Regions from separate parts of the Sus scrofa genome. Here region 1 is linked to region 2. The links are chromatin contacts, called in public HiChIP or PLAC-seq maps. All regions are on one chromosome and are shown on one strand. The core of a region is the stretch at or near the end of the contact, and the rest is flanking DNA. Distances in the headings are between cores, read along the strand shown.

Region 1 (6,121 bases), core at 1,346-3,845, 88 kb before region 2:
GGCCAGGCCAGGGCCAAGCCCACAGACTCAGACACGGCGAGCTGGTGGACTCGGGGCAGCCTGACCTTCAGAGCAGCTGCCATGCTGTCTGTAAACTCCGCAGGAGAGGCCACGGGGTGATGGCGTTGCTAGGAGATGGGCTTCGCAGAGCGGCGGGCTCCCTCCGAGGACCTTACACGGCGGGGAGGAAGGCTGGGACAGGCGGGCCTGAACAAAAGGGCTTCGGGGGGGGGGCACCAACCACCTCTGCCACTTCTGGGGCACGGGTAAGGACTCAGGATGGTGTGGAGGCTCCTTGGCTGTGCCCCCACTTCTGCCACGCACACAGTCCTCACGGCCTGAGGGAGAAGGGAGCCTATACCTGCCCCCATTACACGGAGAGACCCCTTCCTTTGGCGGGGAACAGCTTTTTGCTCCTGAAGGAACCATCGGCAGAGGCTGCCCCAGGCACCCGTGCAAGGCTGGCCGCTGAACAGCAATGGGTTCTCAGCCCCACCTGCCCCAGCCCCAGGCTTTACAGCTCCCCAGGTTCCTAGAGGTGTCCCTGAGGAGTCCACTGCTTCCAGGAACATCAGGCACTGGAGGCCTAGTCATGCCTGGAGCAGGTCCCCACCCACCATCGGTGTTCGCACCTGACAGAGCTGGGCCAGGACGCCAGCCTGGGAATTCGATGAGGCCCTAAGAGGGTGAACACAAGGCACCAGGCAGGTGTTTAATAAAGTCCCTTATTCATTCAAAAAATAGGGAGGCTGTGAGCACCATCACGTGCCCAGCTCTGCTGGCTCGGGCTCCCCGTCTATTCCTGCTCTTGCAGAGTCGACAGTGATGGAGGGAGACAGAGCGAACCAGGCGGCACGCTGTCTGCGCTAAACTGCCCACTGCAGTGAGGGTGCAGGGACTCGGGCAGGGGCTGGGAACGGGGGCTACGGGGAAGGCCGTGCTGAGGAGAGGCTGGAGTCAAGACGCAGGAGGAGAAGTGGGTGGGAGAGCTCTTCAGGCACTGGGGACATGGATGTGCCCTGGAGAGGGGGCTGGCAGGGACAGGATAGGAGGCCAGTGTGGCCAAGGGGCTGGTGCAGTGCAGTCTGTGCCTACTGGGTGCCTGCGTTTCCTTGCCAAGTCCAAAGGCATTTCCCGTGCCCTGTGCGTCCTCGGGGACCCACAGGTTCGAGGTGGGATGGAAAGAGGCTCTGGCTTCTTTGGGGATGAGCATGCTGCACCCCAACATCCACAGAGCCCAGGGCCGGGGCAAAGCCCTCCCGGGTCTGGGAAGCAGATACCAGTTCAGACACCAAGGCTGCCTGGCCTTGGCATGAGGAAATCACACCTGGCTGCTCTACCTGAAAGCGGCAGTATGCGTCCGGGAGGAAACAGGAAAACGTAGGACCACGAGCAGGGTGGGCGTGAGACCAGGGATCTTGAATTCAGGGCCCTTCTTCCATATTCCTGATGGTCTGTGACCTGTCTTGGGGGCCCTGTCTGTCCTGCAGGGCTGTACCTGCCCCGTCCCTGCCTCCAGGGCAGACCCTCTAACCACTTGGCCTCTGCCGCCTGCACAGCCCCTGGCACCTGCCGACTGGCCCGCAGGTTAGGATGCCTCTCTGCCCAGAGCAAATGCTCGTCCCCGCTCCCTGCCCACCCCAGGCCAGGGAGGAAGCCAGGAAGAGGGGCTCCTGGCTCCCGGACAAGGGGGGCGTGCAGCCCCCTTCCCACCCAGCCCTCCCGGGCCGCGCCGTCCTCACCCTCGTAGCAGTCCCGCACGGTGCCGAAGTACACGTAGTACTGGTCGTTGGTGAAGAAGAGGAGGCTGAGCCAGGAGTCGAAGGCGTAGATGGGCACGATGAAGAGGATGCGGACGATGTAGCGCTGCTCGTTGGGGCAGCTGTAGCAGCGCAGGTGCATGTAGATCTGGGGGCAGAGGGCCGGGTCAGCTGGAGCCCCGACTGTGCCCGCAGCTGCCTCAGCCCTTCGGCACCACTGGAGGAGGAGCCCGGCCCAGGGCGCGGAACGAGCCTTATCAGCGGCCCCTTGGCAAAGTGCAACGACACAACGTCCACTGCGAGGCTGCTGTGAGCATCAAATCAAGGGGAGCGTGGAGCTTGCAGCCACCTCACAGACACGGGCCACAAGAGCAGATGAGTCAGGGCCAGGCTGGGGAGCCGCAGCCGTGACAAGCTCCCTGGGGATTCGGGTGCACAGCCAGGTCTGGGAACCGCAGGCGCGTGGTGCAGGGGCTGTTCGCGTGCATGTGTGTGTCCCCCGCCACCCGGCCTCTCTAAACACCTGGGCCCTGGGGCGTGGAGCTAGAACACCGGCATCCAGGTGGTCGCCCGCCCACCCCGGCCCTTAGCTGACGCAGGGTGTATGGGGAGAGACAGGAGGGCCCCTCACTTCCACAGAAGGTGGAAGCTCTTCCTGGCTGAGGGTCCGCAGTGATGTCCTCATCCTGTGTCTCATTTTCCCATCTGCTGAGCAGAGGCAGCGCTGCCTGCCTCCCTGGGAAGTTGAAATGTGGTTTTTAGAAAGCAGGGGTAAAAATAAAGCTACGCACAAATGCCAAGAACTGCTCTAGCCACGCTGCACAGTCCCACAGCCAGAGTCTCTTGTCCCGGCTCCCATGATTTCATGCTTGGCCCAGCCAAGCCCTGGGCTTGGGAGGAGAACAGAATTCCCCATCTGCTGTGAGCCAACCGCCTTGGAAGCACTAGGGTTCTAGAAGGGAAGGGGAACGCTGGGACCTGAACGCTCAGCCTCCCCTCTTCACTAGGCAACCCTCAAACCCGCTTCCTCAGGCAGCTTCCCTGGGGATGGCGACGGGGGACGGGAGACTTGACTTGTGTCCCAGCTCTGCCACCAACTTGTTCGTGACTAGGCAAGTTCTCCCTCCGTCCTCCCTCGCTGGGTGTCAGTGTTCTCATCTACCAAGGGACCACTGCCATCCTGTGTTCCTCCTCAGTCTCCAGGCTCCCCTACAGCTTAGGCTGGTCGCATGACCAGGTCTGGCCCACGGAAGGTAAGCAGAAACGACAAGGGCCATTGCTGGTTGAGAAGGTTAAATGCCCAGAGTGCCTTCCGCACACACCCTTCCTGACACGCAGTTGTCAGACAGACAATGTCTCGAAGCTGCACGATGCTGGAGCCACAAAAAGGAACCTGACCTGCACTGTGCAGGCTGAGCAAGAAACTGATTCTCGGAGTTCCCATTATGGCTCCTCAGGTTAAGAACCTGACCAGTATCCATGAGGATGCAGGTCTGATCCTCGGCCTCGCTCAGTGGGTTAAGGATCTGGCATTGCCCTAGCTGTGGCGTAGGTCACAGACGTGCCTCAGATCTGGGGTTGCTGTGGCTGTGGTGTAGGCTGGCAGCTGCAGCTCCGATTCGACCCCTAGCCTGGGAACTTCCATGTGTCCCAGGAGCAGCCCTAAAAAAAGGCGAAAAAACTTTAAAAAAAAAAAAAGAGAGAGAAACTGATTCTCCTGGTTGAAGCCCCTGAGATTTGGGGCTTGCTTATTACTCCAGCATAGCTTGACCTGGTCTAACTGATTCTCTATTGGACAAGAAAGCTCTCAGGACCTCCCTAGAGGGCTGGGGTTCCTCCCTGGCCTGGATACCTGGTGGCAGGTGATGAGCAGGGCTGTCCAAACGAAGAAGCCAGAGATGGCCTGAGCGGCGGTTGTCATCAGGAACACAGGCTGCTCCATGGCCGTGGGGCTGCCCTCGGGGATCACGGAGATGCTGGGCGAGGCTGCTGCTGTGGTGGGCGAGGCTGGATCCGGGGCCAGCACGGCCCCCCTCACGGTCATGGTGCCCAGAAGCAGGGGGCTCCCTGAGAGAACCTCAGAGCAGGCGACGAGCGGGCCTAGACAGAAGGAAGCACGATGTGAGCCTCCTTCCAGCATCAATGGTGGTGTCAGGAAGAACCCTCCAGGGCTCGACACCCACCTTCAAAATGTGACCGGACCTTGACCACACCTCACTCCAGCCCCCAGCATGTCTCCCCTGGCTTAATGGACTGGCTCCTGACCATCTCTCTGCTTCTGCCCTTGACCCTTGACCCTGCCATTCTCACGCCTCCTAAGGCATCAGTCGGACTGGGCCTCTCCTCTACCCAAAACCCTCCAACAGCTCCCATCTCCAGGGGAGGATAAGCTGCTGACCATAAGACTGCCCGATCTTAATTTCCATCTCAATCCTGCACTCCAGCACACTGGCCTCCTGCTGCTCCTTGAACAGGCCAAGCCCGATCCTACCGCAGGGCCTTTGCACGGGCTGTCTCTACCCAATCACAGAGCTCGCTCCCGAACGTCCTTAGGTCTCTGCCCTGACCGCCCGCTCAAACGTGCCAAGCCCTCCCTCAGCGCAGGTGCTCCCACAACTCTGCTCTGCTCTGTCCCTCTCCAGAGCCCTCCTTACACCGACTGCACCTGACAAACAAGACACTATTTGTTAACTGCCTCCTGCACCAGACATCATCTCCCTGGGGGCAGGCGCTCTGTTCTGCTCAAGACTGGCCCTCTGGCAGCTGGAACGGTGCAGGCACTCGGCAGGTGTTCAGAAGTTACCTGCTGGCTCCGCCCATCTTTACACCTCCTAGTCTAGCAAGATCACTTTAGTGCTGAGGCATCTCCTCTGAGGACCTGTGTCTCTTCTTCGCCATTTTCCCCCAGTCTCCCTAACAGCTGGCAGCCATTCCTCACCATCCAGCTGTGCAGTTTTGGAGACTTTGTGGCCCTCCCCCCGCTTCAAACTGCCTGACTTTTTTTTTTTTTTTTTTTTTTTTTTGGCCTTTTGCCTTTCGCCTTTTCTGGGGCTGCTCCTGCAGCATATGGAGGTTCCCAGGCTAGGGGTCTAATCGGAGATGTAGCTGCCAGCCTACACCAGAGCCACAGCAACACAGGATCCGAACCGTGTCTGTGACCTACACCACAGCTCACGGCAACACCGGACCCTTCACCCACGAGCAAGGTCAGGGATCAAATCCAGTCGGATTTGTTAACCACTGAGCCACGACCGGAATTCCAAACTGGCTGACTTTTAATTGAGCTCATGCATCCATCTTCCTAAAAGCCTGCCCTGTTCACTTGCTCTGATCAGGGCCTTCCATGCATTTTGCTGCCTCTGCTGTTCTGTGTAACACGCAGCTCTGTCACTTGCTCATGTTTATCCTCCTAAGACCCTCTACTCTTTGAGGCAAGACCACATTTCCATCTGTGAATCCCCAGCACCAAGGCCATTTATAACGTTTATTTTATGATCCCTTGATTTGCATTCTTTATTTCAAAAGGAATTTGAGGTACTTCAGAGAGAAGCAACAGAGCTGAGAAAGTTGGCATAAAGGAAGATTCCAGGTGGGAAAGTAAAGGTGGGAGTGGGAAGGACACAGACCGCGCTCCAGGACCCTGTGCTGTTACCCCAGGTGGGCTCTCATGTCGGCCCCACACTTCCTGGTGGCACCTTCAGTACCTGGGGCACCACATTAGTGGTTTTCCACTGGAAAGGAACACTGATGTTGCAAGGAAGAGCTGTTGTTAGGGTTCACCTGGCAAGGGTACAAACAGGGACCCAGGCCAGGCCGGGGGCTGCAGCTGCTTTCAAAGAGCCAAGCGATTCAGGCGGGACCACCTGGAATTGCTCTTGGGAGGGCTGGCCACTCCTGCATCTATGGGCTTCAGAGACCCATGGCTCTGATGGAAGTCCCTCTCAGTGCTGCCACCTGTTGACAGGCTGGGCAACAACATCCTGGGGTCATGGAGTCTCCCTGCGGCAGAGGCCCTAGAAGACTAACCTGCAACGGGCCAGGAGAAAAGCCAACCACTGATGCAAACAGGTGCAAAGAGCCCTGGGCGGAGCTCGAGTCTCAGCTCCACCCCAACCAGCCACGTGCCTGCACAGGTTCAGTGGGCCCAGAAAACGGCCAAACCCCCAAACCCAACCATCTCAGCCTGAACCCTGAGGTCTGCCCAGATGACCCCTCCTATCCCCTCCAAGTCTGAGCTGATGCCCTCTTTGCCCCCTGTCTCCCCCACCCCCACCCCTGCCCCCTCTCCAGTGCCCTCTGCCCCCGTCTGAGCCATGTTTGCTCTCAGCTCTAAGTTTCTACCTTAGGAGAGCCCTTTATCA
Region 2 (6,229 bases), core at 1,601-4,100:
ACGACGGGAACTCCCATTTCAGCCATTTTTAAGCGTACAGTTCCGTGTTGTGGGTACCTTCACGCTGCTGCACGACCACCCCCCCACCATCATCTTCCCAAACTGAAACCGGGTGCCCACTAAGCGCTGGCTCCCTAACCAGGGGCGGCCCCCATTCTGCTTTCTGTCTCTGTAAACTTGACACCTCCTGGTAGCATGTACGAGTGGAGCCACACTGCCTGTTTCTTTTTTCTTTTCTTTTTTGGCCACACCTGTGAATCTGAGCCACAGAGACAAGTCAGATCATTAACCCACCGTGCCACAGAGGGAACTCCCACAACCTGTTTCTTAAAGCTCAGAAGACAGGCCACCTCCTCTGAGAAGTCTCCTGGGCTCCTAAGCAGAGAATTCATGGGATAAGCTTCAGGCCTCTGCCTGTTGTCCCAACTCCAATGGGGGAGACCACCAGAGGGCTTCTCCCCAAGCCCCCTGCTTCCATGGAGTGGGCCACACATGGGCCAGGAGGAAGTTCTTTTTTTTTTTTTTTTTTTGTCTTTTTGCCTTTTCTAGGGTTGCACCCACAGCATATGGAAGTTCCCAGGCTAGGGGTCGAATCGGAGCTGTAGCCGCCAGCCTACTCCAGAGCCACAGCAACGCAGGATCCGAGCCGCATCTGCGACCTACACCACAGCTCACGGCAACGCCGGAGCATTAACCCACTGAGCAAGGCCAGGGATCGAACCCACAACCTCATGGTTCCTAGTCGGATTTGTTACCCACTGAGCCACGACGGGAACTCCAGGAGGAAGTTCTTTGAACTTCTCTGGAGTTCGTGAGGATGATGGTGGCAGTGAGAATGGCGACGATGACGACCATAATGGAAAGCAGGTGACTCTCCGGTCCTTCCGCTGACATATTTCTCTGACCAGGGCAGTCCTGGAGGCCAAAGGACTCCACCCTCTGCCAAGGCTGGGCACTCACTGCCTGGGTCTGAGTGCGGGTGGTAGGGAAGGACCTGTCACCATGACATCAGCCCGGGCCATGACCCTCGATGCCAACCCTGGTGATGCTGGTCCTGGTGGTCCTGGGCTGTGTCTTCACCTCTCCCCCCAACCTGGGGGAGGGTCCTGGAAGGCTGGCCCATGATGCTCCCCCCGCTGCACCTGCACTAGCTGGAACAGGCGAGGCGCTCCTCAGTTCTTTTCATGGCCACACCTGCAGCACATGGAAGTTCCCAGGCTAGGGGTCGAATCAGAGCTGTAGCTGCCGGCCTACACCACAGCCACAGCACCACTGGATCTGAGCCGCGTCTGCGATCTACACTGCAGCTGGCGGTGATGCCAGCTGAGCAATGCTGGGGATCCAACTGGCATCCTCTCGGACACCATGTCAGGTTCTTAACCTGCTGAGCCGCAGCAGGAACTCTTCCTCATTACTTTTTTGTGCTGCAAGTAGGTAGGGCTGGGGAAACCGAGGCACAGGGAGTTGCCCCGACTTACTGGGGGTCACCCTAGAAACCTGCTCCCCGTGCTGGTCTCTGGGCTCCGGGGCCACAGGAGGGAGTGGCCTGCAGGGCCCTTTGTGAGAGACAGGTCAGACTCTAGGCTCAGTGCCAGGTGTGGGAGCCAAGTTGACCTGGCTTAAATCCCGGTCTGCTCATCCCTGGTGGCCGGGGCTCCGTCCTCATCTGTAAGTGAAATGCATCATGGAGCTGTTTCTCAGAGCAGCGGGAGCACGGCTCCAGCTCAGGTCCCAGCCCGGCTCGAGGCAGTCTCAGCAAATAGCCCCTCTGCCCTCCTTTCCTGTTCCGAGGTCTGTAGGGAGGGGTGTAAACAGCCTGGGGTGGGAAGTTCAAGTCCTGGCCCCACCTCTGACCCACTCGGAACCTCAGGATCTTCATCTGCCTCTTCTGGCTGCTGTGCTGCGCTTGTGAGCGGGGCCGTGCTCAGGAGTTTGGAAGGCCACCCCCAGCTTTGTCCTCCTTCTGGAAGGAGATGGAAGGGGCTGTGTTAGGCTAGGCCTGAGGAGATGTTTGAAGAGAGCCGGGTAGGAGCCAGTCCTGGCAACAGGGCCAGGCCCCCAGCCTGTTGCAGACCCTCCAGAGGTGGTAAAGAAGGCTGAACCCTCAGCCCAGGACTTCCCATGGGGCCTCTGCAGCCTCTCCCTTCTCCGGCTGTGTGTGCTGAGCTGCCAATTCTTTTTTGTTTGTTTGTTTTTTCCATTTTTGGCCTCCCCGAGGCATATGGGTTCCGGGGCCAGAGAGCAGATCCAAGCTACAGCTGCGGCAATGTCGGATCCTTAACCCACTGCACCTGCCTGGGGATTGAACCAGTGTCCCAACACTCCCAAGAGGCTGCCAATCTCGTTGGGGCACAGCGAGAACTCTGAGCTGCCAATTCTTATTCCCTTTCATTTTCCAAGTAAAGGTAGGAGGTGGGGTGGTGGTTGCTAAGTCCTTAAACCTCCAGGGAGGAGTTCCCGTTGTGGCTCAACGGGTTGAGACCCCCACAATAATGTGGAGTATGGATGAGGATCCGGGTTTGATCCTTGGCCTCGGTCAGTGGGTTTAGAATCCAGGGTTGTCCTCTGATGTAGGTCGCAGATGCGGCTTGGATCTGGCATTGCTCTGACTGTGGTGTAGGCTGGCAGCTGCAGTGCACGTTGGACTCCTATCCGGGAACTTCCATATGCTGCAGGTGTGGCCCTGAAAACAAAACAAAACAAACAAACAAAAAAAACAACAACAACCTCCAGGGAGGTGGTGGAAACAGCAGAGACAGAGGCTGGGCGCGGCTCAGCCCTGATCCTCGCACAAAGGCACCGGCAAATCCCCTCCCCTTTGGGGGCCTGGCCTGCTGGTCTGTACACAGGGATCTCCACGGGGCGGGAGCTGGGCTTGGAGTCGGATGTGACCTCAGGAGGCTCACTTCCCTCTCCCGGCTCCTTTTCCCCACCTGGGCTTCTGTCAGCCCAAGAGAGGACCCCGCTTTGTGAGCAGGGACACCAGGCACAAAAGCCACTCTCCATTCGTTACTAAATCCCGCTCAGGGATTGTCAGGGCCAAAGAGGCCCTTGTGGACGGCCTGGTCCCTCTGATGGGGAAACTGAGGCTCCGGGGGGGTTAGGCAACCTGCCTGGGACCCCAGCGGGGCGTCAGCGCCAGGCCAGCTCCCGGCCCAGGTCCCCTGTTTCCCGGATGCTTTTCCTCCCACAGCATCCGGGCTGCCTCCGGGCTAGAACTTGGGCGGCGGGCGGCTTGGAGGGCGCTCGCCTGCTGCCCCCATGTGGCCTCCGCGGGCGCTGCAGGCGGGGCGCGGCGGGGCCGCTGGGTCCGGGTCACGCGGGGCGGGGGGCGCGCCTTTTTACCAAACCCTTGGCGGAGAGAAGATGCGCCCTGACCGCCCGAAACTCTCGGGACTGAGCCCGTGCCCCTTAGACGTGCCCTGAATGCGTTCACTCACAATTGGGAAACTAGGGACGATTCTGGGAGGCCATGTCACTTGAACAGGTGGCCCTGAGTGTTGGTGATGGGTCTGCCTTGAAGCATCCGGGCTATGGCTGAATTATGTGCTGGTCTGAAAATAGAGAGGCTTTGGAACTTGACAGAGGGGGTTCCTGGAGCTCGACGGCTCAAACTAAGACATTGGTGTGGGGCCACCCTTGAGCTTGCAGATTTGTGGGAGCTGAAGCCAGCTAGCTGAGCCTTTTGCTGGAAGAAAATACAGGACTTAGTGAAGGGGGTGGGGGGCAACTGCAAGGGAGAGCTCCGGATTCTGGCCCAGGAGGTGGGGCGCTCCAACTGGATGGGGCCTGGGAGGAGGGCAGATGGGGGGTGCTAAGCTTCTTGGGGACTTCTGAGTTGGGGGAGTGGGGGGGCTCGAGGGAAGGAGGCAAGGAGGGACTGTAGGTTTAGCTCCTCCCATAGGCATTCTCCCTCCTACGGGTGAGATAATGCACCCATTTAACAGATGAGATCATCAAGGCCTAGAGAGAAGAGGGGAGAGGCCGAGTCAGTCAGGGTCACTGAGCGCTGAGTGTCTGAGCCCCGCAGGCTCTTAGTGAATTTTGAGTGAGTGAACAAAGATGTGAATAAGGGACAGTTTGGTTTGCTAGTGACCCAGAGACATCACCCAAAGACTCCTGGATGCTGTGGATCTGAGGGCTCAGAGGCAGAGTAGCTTCCAGAAGGACATACAGGAACCGGTACTGGTGGCTGTTTCTGGGCATGGGGGTGGGGAATGAGGAGGGAGGGAGGTTTACTTTTCTATCTGAATGTTTACTTTATTATTATAATGTGCGTATGTTATAATGTCTTATAATTATGATGCCTTATGTGCATGTTCAATAAATGAGTACTAGCAAATAATCGCCTGGGGGGCTCCTTGAACTTGCGGACTTCTGGGCTGCAGCTCCAGGGGCTGGAGGCAGTGGGTCTGGGGGTGGCGGGGGACCAGGATACGTTCCCCAGGTGTTTCTGTTACAGGTGGCCCTGGGAACAAAATCACCTGCTGGGTCCTCTTCCCAGTGGCCACCAGTCAGGCTAATTTGCATGGTCTGTTGTATGTATTTGCATATGATGTCTCTGGTTCCAGTGACACCTGTGTCAGTCTTTATCCTGAGGGAGGCCTCTTTCCTCCTCAGGTGGTCTCCCATCACTCTCCGCATTCCCAGACCGGGCAGCCTGGACAAGCCCCTGCCTCTTCACCCGCATCCGCCAGCACACATCACCCCCAGGACACCTCCCCACCCCCAGCCGAGTCTGTTCTCCACCCCCTACTCTGAACTCGCTCTCATGTGCCTGCCCGCCTTTTTTCCCTCTTTCTTCCTCCCTCTATTTCATTCTTTCTTTTTTCCTCCTTCCTTCTCTTTCTCTCTTTCTCTCTCTCTCTTCCTTCCTTCCTTCAGCCCCACCTGCGGCACATGGAAGTTCAGGGGCTGAATTGGAGCTGCAGCCTCAGGCCTCACCACAGCCATGGCCACACTGGATCTGAGCTGCGTCTGCAACCTACACCGCAGCTTTTGGCACCCCCAGATCCTTCATCCACTGAGCGAGGCCAGGGATTGAACCTGCATCCTCAGGGATACTTGGTCAGGTTCTTAACCCACTGAGCCACAACGGGAACTCCCTTACATATATTTTTGTGTAGTGAATATTCACGATAAACCCAGGGCCAAGTCAGGCCCTTTACCCATCTCATCCCCTGCCACCACCACCCCCAGTCCTCCAGAGACCCTTGAGACCAGACCCCATTAGATTTATTTTACTTTTTTTTTTTTTTTGTCTTTTGTCTTTTTTTTGTTGTTGTTGTTGTTGTTGTTGCTATTTCTTGGGCCGCTCCCGCGGCATATGGAGGTTCCCAGGCTAGGGGTCCAATCGGAGCTGTAGCCACCGGCCTACGCCAGAGCCACAGCAACGCGGGATCCGAGCCACGTCTGCGACCTACACCACAGCTCACGGCAACGCCGGATCGTTAACCCACTGAGCAAGGGCAGGGACCGAACCCACAACCTCATGGTTCCTAGTCGGATTCGTTAACCACTGCGCCACGACGGGAACTCCTATTTTACTTTTATTATTATTATTTTTTTGTCTTTTCTAGGCCACACCCGCGGCATGTGGAGGTTCCCAGGCTAGGGGTCTAATCGGAGCTGTAGCCACTTGCCTACACCACATTCACAGCAACGCAGGATTCAAGCTGTATCTGCCACCTACACCACAGCTCACGGCAATGCCGGATCCTTAACCCACTGAGCAAGGCCAGGGAGCAAACCCACAACCTCGTGGTTCCTAGTTGGATTTGCTAACCACTGAGCCACGACGGAAACTCCTAGATTTATTTTCTAGAAGAAGAAACCAAGCCTTAGGGAAATCACATGACTCTTGGGAAAGTGACAGCTCCTTCTATTCCACAGACCTGCCCCCTAAAACGCCCCCCAAAATTGTGACGTATTTCCTCTTTTTGTGTTAACGTAATTTGGGTTTTGTCTTGCTTTAGTTGGTTTAAGTGGGTCTTTAAAATTACCCAGGTCATACACACTTCACTGTAAGATCATGCAGACGATCAAGAAATATTTGAACAAAATACAAATTCCTGGAGTTCCCATCGTGGTACAGTGGGTTAAGGATTCAACTGCAGTGGCTTGGGTCACTGCAGAGGTGCCAGTTCAATCCTCAGCCCAGAGCAGTGGGTTAAAGGATCCATCGCTGCCACAGCTGTGGTGCAGGTCACAGCTGTGGCTCAGATTCAAT

Evidence for each region. HiChIP or PLAC-seq counts read pairs in DNA pulled down with a chosen protein or histone mark.
Region 1: a contact with region 2 is called in an H3K27ac HiChIP or PLAC-seq map of skeletal muscle, with 3 times the contacts expected there. The contact joins two enhancer-like sites. A contact is called at or near these places in 3 of 47 Hi-C or Micro-C datasets (blood, embryonic fibroblasts and mesenteric adipose tissue) and 2 of 2 datasets of contacts at active chromatin or transcription factors (alveolar macrophages and skeletal muscle).

What each region holds. Positions count from the first base shown.
Region 1 is chr5:9,655,150-9,661,270 of Sscrofa11.1, reverse strand. It overlaps TMEM184B (transmembrane protein 184B), which reads right to left. Exons shown (of 10, transcript XM_005655511.3): 2 at 3,613-3,860; 3 at 1,743-1,908. The coding sequence starts at 3,804. Among named protein-coding and RNA genes, the nearest start is that of TMEM184B, 25 kb to the right of the region's middle. Within about 2 kb of position 2,595, at least 2 of the 83 cell types and tissues checked have an H3K27ac peak or open chromatin away from gene starts, as enhancers often do. A contact at or near this core is called in skeletal muscle, where this site is marked.
Region 2 is chr5:9,566,957-9,573,185 of Sscrofa11.1, reverse strand. No RefSeq gene overlaps it. Among named protein-coding and RNA genes, the nearest start is that of KCNJ4, 44 kb to the right of the region's middle. Within about 2 kb of position 2,850, at least 23 of the 83 cell types and tissues checked have an H3K27ac peak or open chromatin away from gene starts, as enhancers often do. A contact at or near this core is called in skeletal muscle, where this site is marked.